Linked DNA regions of Hermetia illucens: region 1 is linked to region 2. Evidence: chromatin contacts called from public Hi-C data. All regions are on one chromosome and are shown on one strand. Each heading gives the region's core, a stretch centred on a gene start, on an enhancer-like site or on the middle of the called end of the contact. The rest is flanking DNA. Distances are from core to core; before and after follow the strand shown. Region 1 holds the start of LOC119649647 (DNA-directed RNA polymerase III subunit RPC8). Region 2 holds the start of LOC119649970 (ribonucleases P/MRP protein subunit POP1).

Region 1 (4,654 bases), core at 258-2,757, 180 kb before region 2:
TTCTGATTGCAAATAAAAATTCGTTTTCAGTGATAAATTAGAAAATCTATTCCAATAACATTATTTATATACAAAAAGTTTCAAGTAAATTGAAATTACACAGTTTCAGTGTCCATTTCCACTTCTTCGACGTCTTCTTCATTTCCATCATCTTCGCCATTCTCCTCTTGACCGTGCGATTCCCACCAGGAAAGGACGCCCAGACCAGATTCGTTTATTGCAGCCTAGAGTAAAAATTGATTCGTTATTTCAATGTGCGTTCATAGTCAAGAGCCACTTACTATTATCCTGTAGGGTGTCTTTACGTCTGCTGTTGTTTGGGATGCGGAAGTCGATGCGCTTTCAGCTTGATCCGGAGGACCAATAGGCGAACTTTCTTCGAATATTTCTCTCGATACACGAAATTTGATGGGTTCACCTGAAAATTATTATACGATCGCGTTTAATTGTTAATTATGAACTTCTAGACAAATTGAACGTGTAAATAAGTTCGAGACCGACACCTATAAAAATTGGTACAAACTGCAACGGGTTCCGAAAACTTTCTCTAAGCTTGACCTAATGGACATGTTTCTTAAATCCAAATTTTTCGAATAAAATTCCATTGTTCAAATCGCTAACATTTGAAGGAAGATGCAGAAATGAGTTCAATGAAAGGTAGAATTGAATTTGCATGCGAAGATCGCAGATAACTACTTTCATGCAACGAAAATAAGCTTCATCAGCTGCACTTGGAATGGTTTCAGAGGAAATAACACGTTCCCGTGATTGTCTATCGGCTTTTTATTTGCTTATTCAAAGGCATTTTACCTATATCCATGAAAAGGTCGTGCCCTTCGCCATTCTCCAAGGGATACTCCCACACCCAGGCCTGTTCCGCTTCCTCAAACCGCGAAGGATGTTGCAATGCAGTCGGTGGTATAAGGATGTCATCAAAAAAGCCTAACGTAACTGCAAGTGTTATAGTGTTTCAGTTAGTTTCCGTATTTTACGCAATTTCTGCAATCAAACTTACTATGCACTCCTTCACGACTGCAACTCCGTATTTTACCGGTTATGACGTCACCGACTGTTGGACGGAATACAATATACCGAAAAATCACTTCAGTGTGCGACGCCCCATCTCCCGGCAATATGATGGAATCACCAAGCTTGACAATATCTTTCAGGGCAATACACAGACCGACGTTTAAAAGTACCTAAATCCACAGAAACATGAGTTAGAATCGTAGCCATGATAATATTATCACATGCGAAACACCTTATTTGCTAATTTTCTATTGATTTCATCCCGGACTGCTTCCGACAGCTTCAGGTGGAATTGCTCCGGTGCAATTCGGATTGTATCCTTTAGCTCCGCTAGAACAAACATTCCGAACGCTTTTTCACCAGCAAATTGCTATCTAAACATATCTACTACGAAAGGAATGATTATAGTCTTCACGTTGTTGAGGAAATATTAAAATTAATCCACTTTGAAGCGGGATAAACACCGAGCGCGAGACTGTCAAATTTGTTTTGACAGCAGCTTGAAAACTCTCCACAGCATGCACGTGTTACTTGATTTGACGTTTTACGAGTGTTTAAAGTCTGCAGCACGGTCTTGGATTGTTAGTTCTTGAACGGTTATTCAGCTTTGCTAACATTTTTAAAGAGCTTGGAAGGATTTTAAATATAGGCCTGTTTGTGATTACTGTCCTTCTTCTAGAATCGAGCCATAATGAGTGTGCCGGCTCCCGGTCAGTTTAGCGATGCAGAGGAGGATGATCCAGTTTGTGATGAGGTGAGTGTAGTGCTCCAGGAAGTTAAATTTGGGAATTTCAGTGGCCCCGTTCGAAAGAATAGTTACAGAGTTTCCTGAGTAGGGGATTCAGTCTTTTTACTGCCAACCAGAAACTGACTGCGCTGAACCACCGTAAGTGGTGTTTCTAACGGTGGTGAAATGGCCTAGGTCTCGTGTTTTGAAGTTGTATTTGCAATTATTGTGCAATGCAAGGATTAAATTAGGAATTAAATTGTGCAAATAGTCAATTGTCTGCTGGATATTAGTTGTCAGGACTACCGCGATCAATTAAAGAAATTGAGTTGTGTAGGATTTCCTCACTCATTGAAATTAACCCTTCGCGAGTAGTGCATTTGCTAATGCACATCTTCCAATTATCTTTCCGCCGACCATCAAATTTTTTTGAAAACTTTATATAAATTTTGAGTACATTTCCAATACTTTCCGAAAAAATTTAAATATCAATATTTTGCGGTGGGAATTATATGATAGGGTCTTATACAAAATATTGTTCTATGCACTGAATGGGGTGGTAAATTCGCGAACTGCCATATACACTTAGCAGAAAAAGTCTGCGTACACCTCATCAACGGCGCAACAACCAGTATTGGGTCTAGGTTGGCCTTATTAAGGAACTCCAGACACGAATTCTATATCCCTAAAAGTTGTCTCGTGTTCTGACCATCGCTACATCTCAGGCAGGGTTTGGCTCGTCTTCTTTTTCTACCATAGGCTTTCCGGGCTAAATCATCCTCATCCATACGTATTAGGTGACCCGCCCACAGTAACCTGTTGAGCCGGATTTTATCCACGACCAGACGGTCGGAGTCTCGCTCATAGATTTCGTCGTTATGTAGGCTATGGAATCGTTCATCCTCAGTAGGGGCCAAAAATTCTTCGGAGGATTCTTCTCTCGAACGCGACTAAAAGTTTGCAATTTTTCTTGCTAAGAACCCAAGTTTCCGAGGAATACATGAGGACTGGCAAGATTATAGTCTTGTACAGTAACAGCTTTGACCCTATGGTGAGACGTTTCGAGCGGAACAGATTTTGTAAGCTGAAATAGGCTCTGTTGGCAGCGAACAACCGTGTGCGGATTTCGTCGTCATAGTTGTGAATTTCGACCCAAAGTTGTAGTCTCCTATCTTTATTCTTCTCGTTTGACCAGTGCGATTCGCTGCCACCATGTACTTCGTCTGCTTGATCTGGATGATGGTAGACATTTCGGGTTGTTCTTCCCATAATGTCAACATCGTCAGCGTAGGCCAGTAGTTGGGTGGATTTGAAGAGGATGGTGCCTCGCAAAGGTGTAGTGTGGAAGCGCCTTGTCGACTTAGGAAATACACCCACTTCCTTCCTAGCATGTCTAGCGACTACACTTTTGGCATGCGAGGCATTCTCTTGCCCAAGAGTTCACGACTTTGTTCACCATCATCATCATCAACGGCGGAACAACCGGTATCCGGTCTAAGCCTGTCTTAATAAGGAACTCCAGACATCCCGGTTTCGTGCCGAGGTCCACCAATTTAATATCCCTAAAAGCTGTCTGGCATCCTGACCTACGCCATTGCTCCATCTTAGGCAGGGTCTGCCTCGTCTTCTTTTTCTGCCATAGATATTGCCCCTATAGACTTTGCGGGCTGGATCATCCTCATCCATACGGATTAAGCAATCCATCCACCGTAACCTTTTAAGCCGGATTTTATCCACAACCTGACGGTCGTGGTATCGCTCATAGATTTCGTCGTTATGTAGGCTACGGAATCGTCCATCCTCATGTAGGGGGCGAAAAATTCTTCGGAGGATTCTTCTCTCGAACGTGGCCAAGAGTATTTATTCATGAAAGACCAGAAATAATTGTTGAAGACTAACTAGTTCGTTATCCGAATGCCGGGATTCGCAATATCGTGCACCGAAAGAAAAACTTCTTTACGAAAAGCGGATATATGGCCTAGGTCCCTTTTCAGGGATCTCGTAATGGATAAAGGAATGTGACGCAAGGATAGGGAACTCCTTGAACTTGTATTTGAAGGCCGGTTGCAGGATCTGAAGAACTGCGTCATATTTCTGAACCACAGCGATTGCCAAAAAATCGACTGCGGCTGGGATGTTGATCTCGGAGATCAGCGTCAGCGTCAGTTGTCTTTATCGGACACATGTTGAATGGCTGATCTGAACTGGCTAATGTAATCAAAGTTGACGGGCTTTTGCCATAAGGCAAAACTCAGAGACTTTTGGTTTGTGAACAAAGTGAACGTGATTGATTCACCCACCGCGGTTAGAAATGCATCTTGAATGTTAAACGAGTAGCGTCCACCTGTTGCTGCTTGATGGTTTCAAACGCTTGGACCGTTTCTGGAGACCACACAACTACTCGCGAATACTTGGTCTTAGGATCAGACATGATGACGTTAACTAATGCCTGGGAGTGAGCAGCTTTAGAAAGGATACGACGGTAGAATTTTACCATACCCAAGGACCTTCTATAGTCTTTGCAGCGGAAAGCTCGCGATCGCTTGCACCTTGTCTGGGTCGGGTTGAATATCGTCAGGGTGATGGAATGGCCTAGAAATTTAACCTGCTGCTTGAGAAATTTGCATTTGTGAACGTTGAGAATTAGGCCATTTTTAAGGAGACATTGAAAAATGCACTCGATATGTGCCAAATGCTCGGCCTCGTTGGAAGAAGCGACCAGAACGTTATCCAAGTAGACGAAATAGAAGTGCAAATTTCGTAGAACAGAGTGGGTGAATCTCTGGAAGATTTGCGCTACATTGCACAGACCGCCAGTCATCCTTATGCAATCGAAGAGTCTAAGAGATGTACAAATTGCTGTCTTTGGAATATCTTCGGGAGCTATAGGGATTTGAT
Region 2 (4,580 bases), core at 371-2,870:
TATTTCCTTATGTCATGGAAATAATAGCTGAAATCGTCGTGCCCGTCGAGGTTAAATTTTTTCTCGTCTGTAAAAATTACACGGTGCCATTTTTTCTTCCAACGCAAATGATTTTCTACAAAAGCCATTCTGGTCAGTTTGTGCTTTTCTGCGAGAGGCGGTTTTCTCTGTAATTTGCGACGCTTAAGATGCTTTGCTCGTGCAATAATGTTTCGGACATTTCTAATGGCAGTGTCAACGCCTGCCTTGCCCGCGTTTTCCGGGCTGCACTAATCGCATGCTAATATAGTAATTCTCCGTTCATACCGAGGACTTACCGCTCTTGGGCGCCCTGTGGACATTTTCTTTCCATAATTTTCGGGATCCCGAATAACATTACGGACGAAACATCTGCTGCGCTTCGTAATCCGAGCAATTTCCGCTATGGGTTTACCTTCGTCATGTAATGTTTGTATAACCTTTGATTCCGCCGTAGTCAACCGCTTTGCTCTACCCATTATCACGTATTCACTAAACAAAATTTACTAAAAACCACCTACAAATATATGTATATATGTTTTTGAGAATAATGGGGTCCTAAGTCCGCATCAACTGAATGCTGGACTGGACCAAATGGGGAGCAACTTACTCTCTCTTTCCGGGTCCATGGACCCCTCGCTTAGGGCTTCCACCCAAACTTTCCAAAAATGTCAAGCGATGACGGCTTTACGGTTTCTTACCAGGGCAGAGGCAAATCGTCAGACGCTGCCGTGTTCTCCGAATTATATGAAGGAGCACTCAACATCTGCGAGCTGCTACGGTCACGGTGCTCGCAGGGCAGAGGTGAGGCAGCGTCTGCGATTTGCTTCTGCCCTGGTAAGAAACCGTAAAGCCGTCATCGCTTGTCACCTACAAATGTTAAAAGCCAATTCTATGAATACCTTACGTCTTTTTTACAGGTCAAATATTCACACTCGAATGACCAGAGAATGATTTTTCTTTGCTGTCTTATCTTCTTTACCTACCTGAAATTCGAATTTCTTCAATTACTCCATGTTTTTGGGGAATCCCCCAGCTAATTACTCAGGAGAATATAATTCGGCACCGTTATCTCGGATGTATACAAACCTCCTTGGAATTGTTTTATTATTTTATGGAAAACATGGGGTGTCTTATCATTTTTACCGGCACTATACTACACTCCAGATTTGGTTGATTCCCAGCAATCACGTTATGTTCCGAGAAATACTATAAATTCATTGGAAAACACTTGAAATTTAAATATCGAAAAAAGAAGGGGAATCCCCTAAAAAGAATATTGAATAGGATTCTGGACATTATCTAAGACTTAACCCTTTAGTACTAGGGACGGATGTTACTGCGGTTTGAAAAACTAAAGTTGATTTTGTGAAATATGGAAATACTAATAATGATGCAAATTATTATTTATATTTAGAGGTGTAAATTTCTTTAAACATGGAACATTTTTTGGTTGTCAACTACAGTTCTGTCACTGAATTAATTCCATTTTAGTATTTTGGGGTTTCTACTAACCCTGAATTAGAACCAACTATGATTCGCGTCTTCACTTAAGATCGTCACTTAGTGATTGCAGTGGCCTCTGTTGGGAAACTAGAAACGACATTGACGTTTCATTTAATTTTGTAAACATAACCAAGAGGGACGAGGTTTCCGTGTAAAGTTCCAAATGGTTCGGAATTTGTAGCTATTAGTGAATTAAATTGAGTAGTAGTTGAGTAAATTAAATTAAGTGCGATGACATCAGAGAAGCTAGAGTACGATTCTGCAATCGGAGGCCACGTGCCCATTCCCGATGCCATTCAAACTTACCATTATGCCGCGGAGCGTGCCGACGAGGTCCGCAAACTCATCAATGAAATCCAAAATCCGAGCAATACAAAGTTGGCATTCCAAACGCTGCCTAAACACATGCGGCGGCGAGCGATGTCTCACCACCCTAAGCGGCTGCCCAGACGCTATCGAGGCATACACGAATCACAAATGTCCAAAGCTGGAAATCCTCAATCTACGAAGCGACCCTCCCGGAAGTTTCGGCGGAAACCCAGCAATCTCCTGAAGGAATACATTAGGCGGCAGCAGAAGAACATTTGGCTGGAGACACATATTTGGCATGCGAAGCGGTTTCATATGATTCCCAAGTGGGGGTACAAACTGCCGCTGGCTTCGTGCGCGAAGACCTTCCGAGCTAGTTATCGGGCGTCCTCGAGCCATTGCTTAATCCAGGACGTTTCGTATTTGGGTTGTCTAGAAGTAAAAGGTCCGCTGGACGATTTAAAAGTTGGATTTGATAAGATGACGAACTCCAAGTGTGGTTTGGGGATCACGGCGAAACTGTACACAAGCGGAAAGCGAGAAGGCACCGTTCACCTTTTTAAGGCCGGACAGTACCCACATGGAGCTCTGGGCACCATCAGCTTCATCTGGAAGCCCATGGAGAGTTTTCTCGAAATCTCCCGGACATTGTGGATATTCGCCCACCCGTCGATTTACAGGGAAGTAGCCAAGGAACTCATTTCGGTTTTCCGATTGGCCAGCGACCAAAACCAGGTAATGGAGGAAGACGCGGACGGACAAACAAGGACGATAACGAAGACAGTCGCTTACGCGCGGTGCCCTAGCTACAGCAACGCTGATACAAATATTTCTCTAACTGAACTGAAAGACACACTGAACCGGTATCGGCTCACAGGTCCCCTTTCGCAGTCTGTGTTGGTCTCGGCAATGAAATGCAAGGGCTTGCGACCCAACGAGCCGGAAAACTGGTAAGAGACTTTTTAAAAATCGTAAATGAAGTAAAATTAACATAATCCCCGCAGGTTCAAGGAGTTGCAAAACAACGAAAAGCTTAGTAAAGCCCATCAGCTGCAAACAGAGTTCTGGGACGACTGCAAAGGCATTACCTCGCCTGCAATGCTCATTCCGAATATGGTGCTCGGTCTAAACATCGAAGATCCTCGGCTAAACCGACCCAAAAAACGCACTAAAGCTTTACCAGAGTTACAACCAGTCAACCGAAGCATGTTCTTGGCCCTTCCTGAGGATCTCGCACTTAGTTTCATTTGGGATTCTGATACTCGTACAAACCTCACTAAGACGATGCTCTCTAACCACGAATTCTGCAAAAAACGGAGCGAGGACGCCATTATCCCTGGGGACCGCTGTCGCTTCGAAGATGAAATGCAACCCGTTCCCATTCTACTTATCCAGCGTCCAGGGTCGCAAAATAATTTCTACAAGAAGTTAGGCTACGGTTGTGGCTGGGACGTGATTGTGCCGTCTGGTTACGGAATGCCACTCTGGCTTTGCTTGATTATGTGGGGAGCTCGTCCAGGTGGGCTGCGGGAGATGAACTCTATCGCAAAGGAGTCGGGGAACGATGAAAATCTTCCCGATACGCTGATTGCTCGCAAGGAACGCGCCGAGAAATTTCGCGAACTTCGTGACAAATACTTTCGCTTGCCGCCAAATAAACGAGTCAATTATCGACGGCTGGGGATTGCAAGTCCTTTTGAATGTTCGTTTAAAAAACTAGTCAGCGAATGGAGAATGCCCCCGTCAGCGGGCACTGAAGACTTTCACGTTCTGCGCGAGAAACAGTTGCTTGATGACATCGCGACAGCTTTACATCGCAACCAGAACCTTCCTAACCTTCCTGAAGACTGCCTTGTTCCGATCTATTTGAAAATGAAAAGTCGCGGCAATCCCGGTGACTTCTCGGTGATTTGTTTGCCCAAAAGTCGTGATCTGAAGCACGCCCTCAAGCAACAGAAATTCTTCAATAAGAAGCCTGTTCACGTGGAACCACTGCATAACGATTGCAATGAAAACACGAGGAAGAAGCTACGAAAGGAACACAAGAAGCTGCTGAAGAGACTACGAAATCGTCGTGTTCGCGAAAAGAGGCGGAAGCAGGTAACATCATTTCTTATTTTCTGCCTTTTCTTGTTTCAAATTTGTCTTATCCCCAGGAAACCAGCGATAAACGCATAAAAATCCGCCCACCTGGCACAAGTGCAATAGTTGCGGAACAATTCAAGAAAATGTGTGAACTGTGGCTTCCGAACGCACAGAGCTCGATACGATACCAGTGCTCGCGGGAGGTGTTTGGGTACGTGACGCAGAGTAGCTTCAGCTTTACGGAGGCAAATGTGACGGCCATCGGGTACATAACGGCGCAGGGTCTTAAGCGATTATTGGCTGTCTGCAAGGGACGAGGCGAGAAAATGGTGCTCATTCGTGGAACCAAGTCACGGAACTATAGATTGGCTAATTTTAAGATAAATTGTTCTGTTTAAGAGGATTATGAGAGAGTTGAGATGAATATATGATTGTTACACGTTTTGTAGTTCGTGGAGTTTTCTTGATTTGGCATTACATCCTCTCATTATGCGGCTTCGCTGGTCGAAATTGTTGCTACGTGAGGAGGTGGAGCTGATACACATCAGGATCATATGGAAGAAATCATTCATTGTAAATGTTGAGGTCATCTGCTTCTTTGTGATGTACTAATTCGGTTACTCGCATATCGGCATGTCACTGATGCCCATTACGGTCATACT

The links. A called contact is a pair of places that touch in the nucleus more often than the background predicts.
Region 1: a contact with region 2 is called in a Hi-C map of an unstated tissue, with 9 times the contacts expected there. The contact joins the promoter of LOC119649647 here to the promoter of LOC119649970 in region 2. A contact is called at or near these places in 2 of 2 Hi-C or Micro-C datasets (an unstated tissue and whole body).

What each region holds. Positions count from the first base shown.
Region 1 is chr2:43,461,885-43,466,538 of iHerIll2.2.curated.20191125, reverse strand. It overlaps LOC119649647 (DNA-directed RNA polymerase III subunit RPC8), which reads right to left and starts at 1,507. Exons shown (of 5, transcript XM_038051902.1): 1 at 1,262-1,507; 2 at 1,016-1,199; 3 at 811-951; 4 at 282-418; 5 at 24-224. The coding sequence starts at 1,372. The coding sequence ends at 96. It overlaps LOC119649646 (serine/threonine-protein kinase RIO1), which reads left to right and starts at 1,583. Exons shown (of 4, transcript XM_038051901.1): 1 at 1,583-1,783. The coding sequence starts at 1,721.
Region 2 is chr2:43,277,935-43,282,514 of iHerIll2.2.curated.20191125, reverse strand. LOC119649970 (ribonucleases P/MRP protein subunit POP1) reads left to right here and starts at 1,620. Exons shown (of 3, transcript XM_038052406.1): 1 at 1,620-2,783; 2 at 2,838-3,933; 3 at 3,990-4,366. The coding sequence starts at 1,756. The coding sequence ends at 4,316.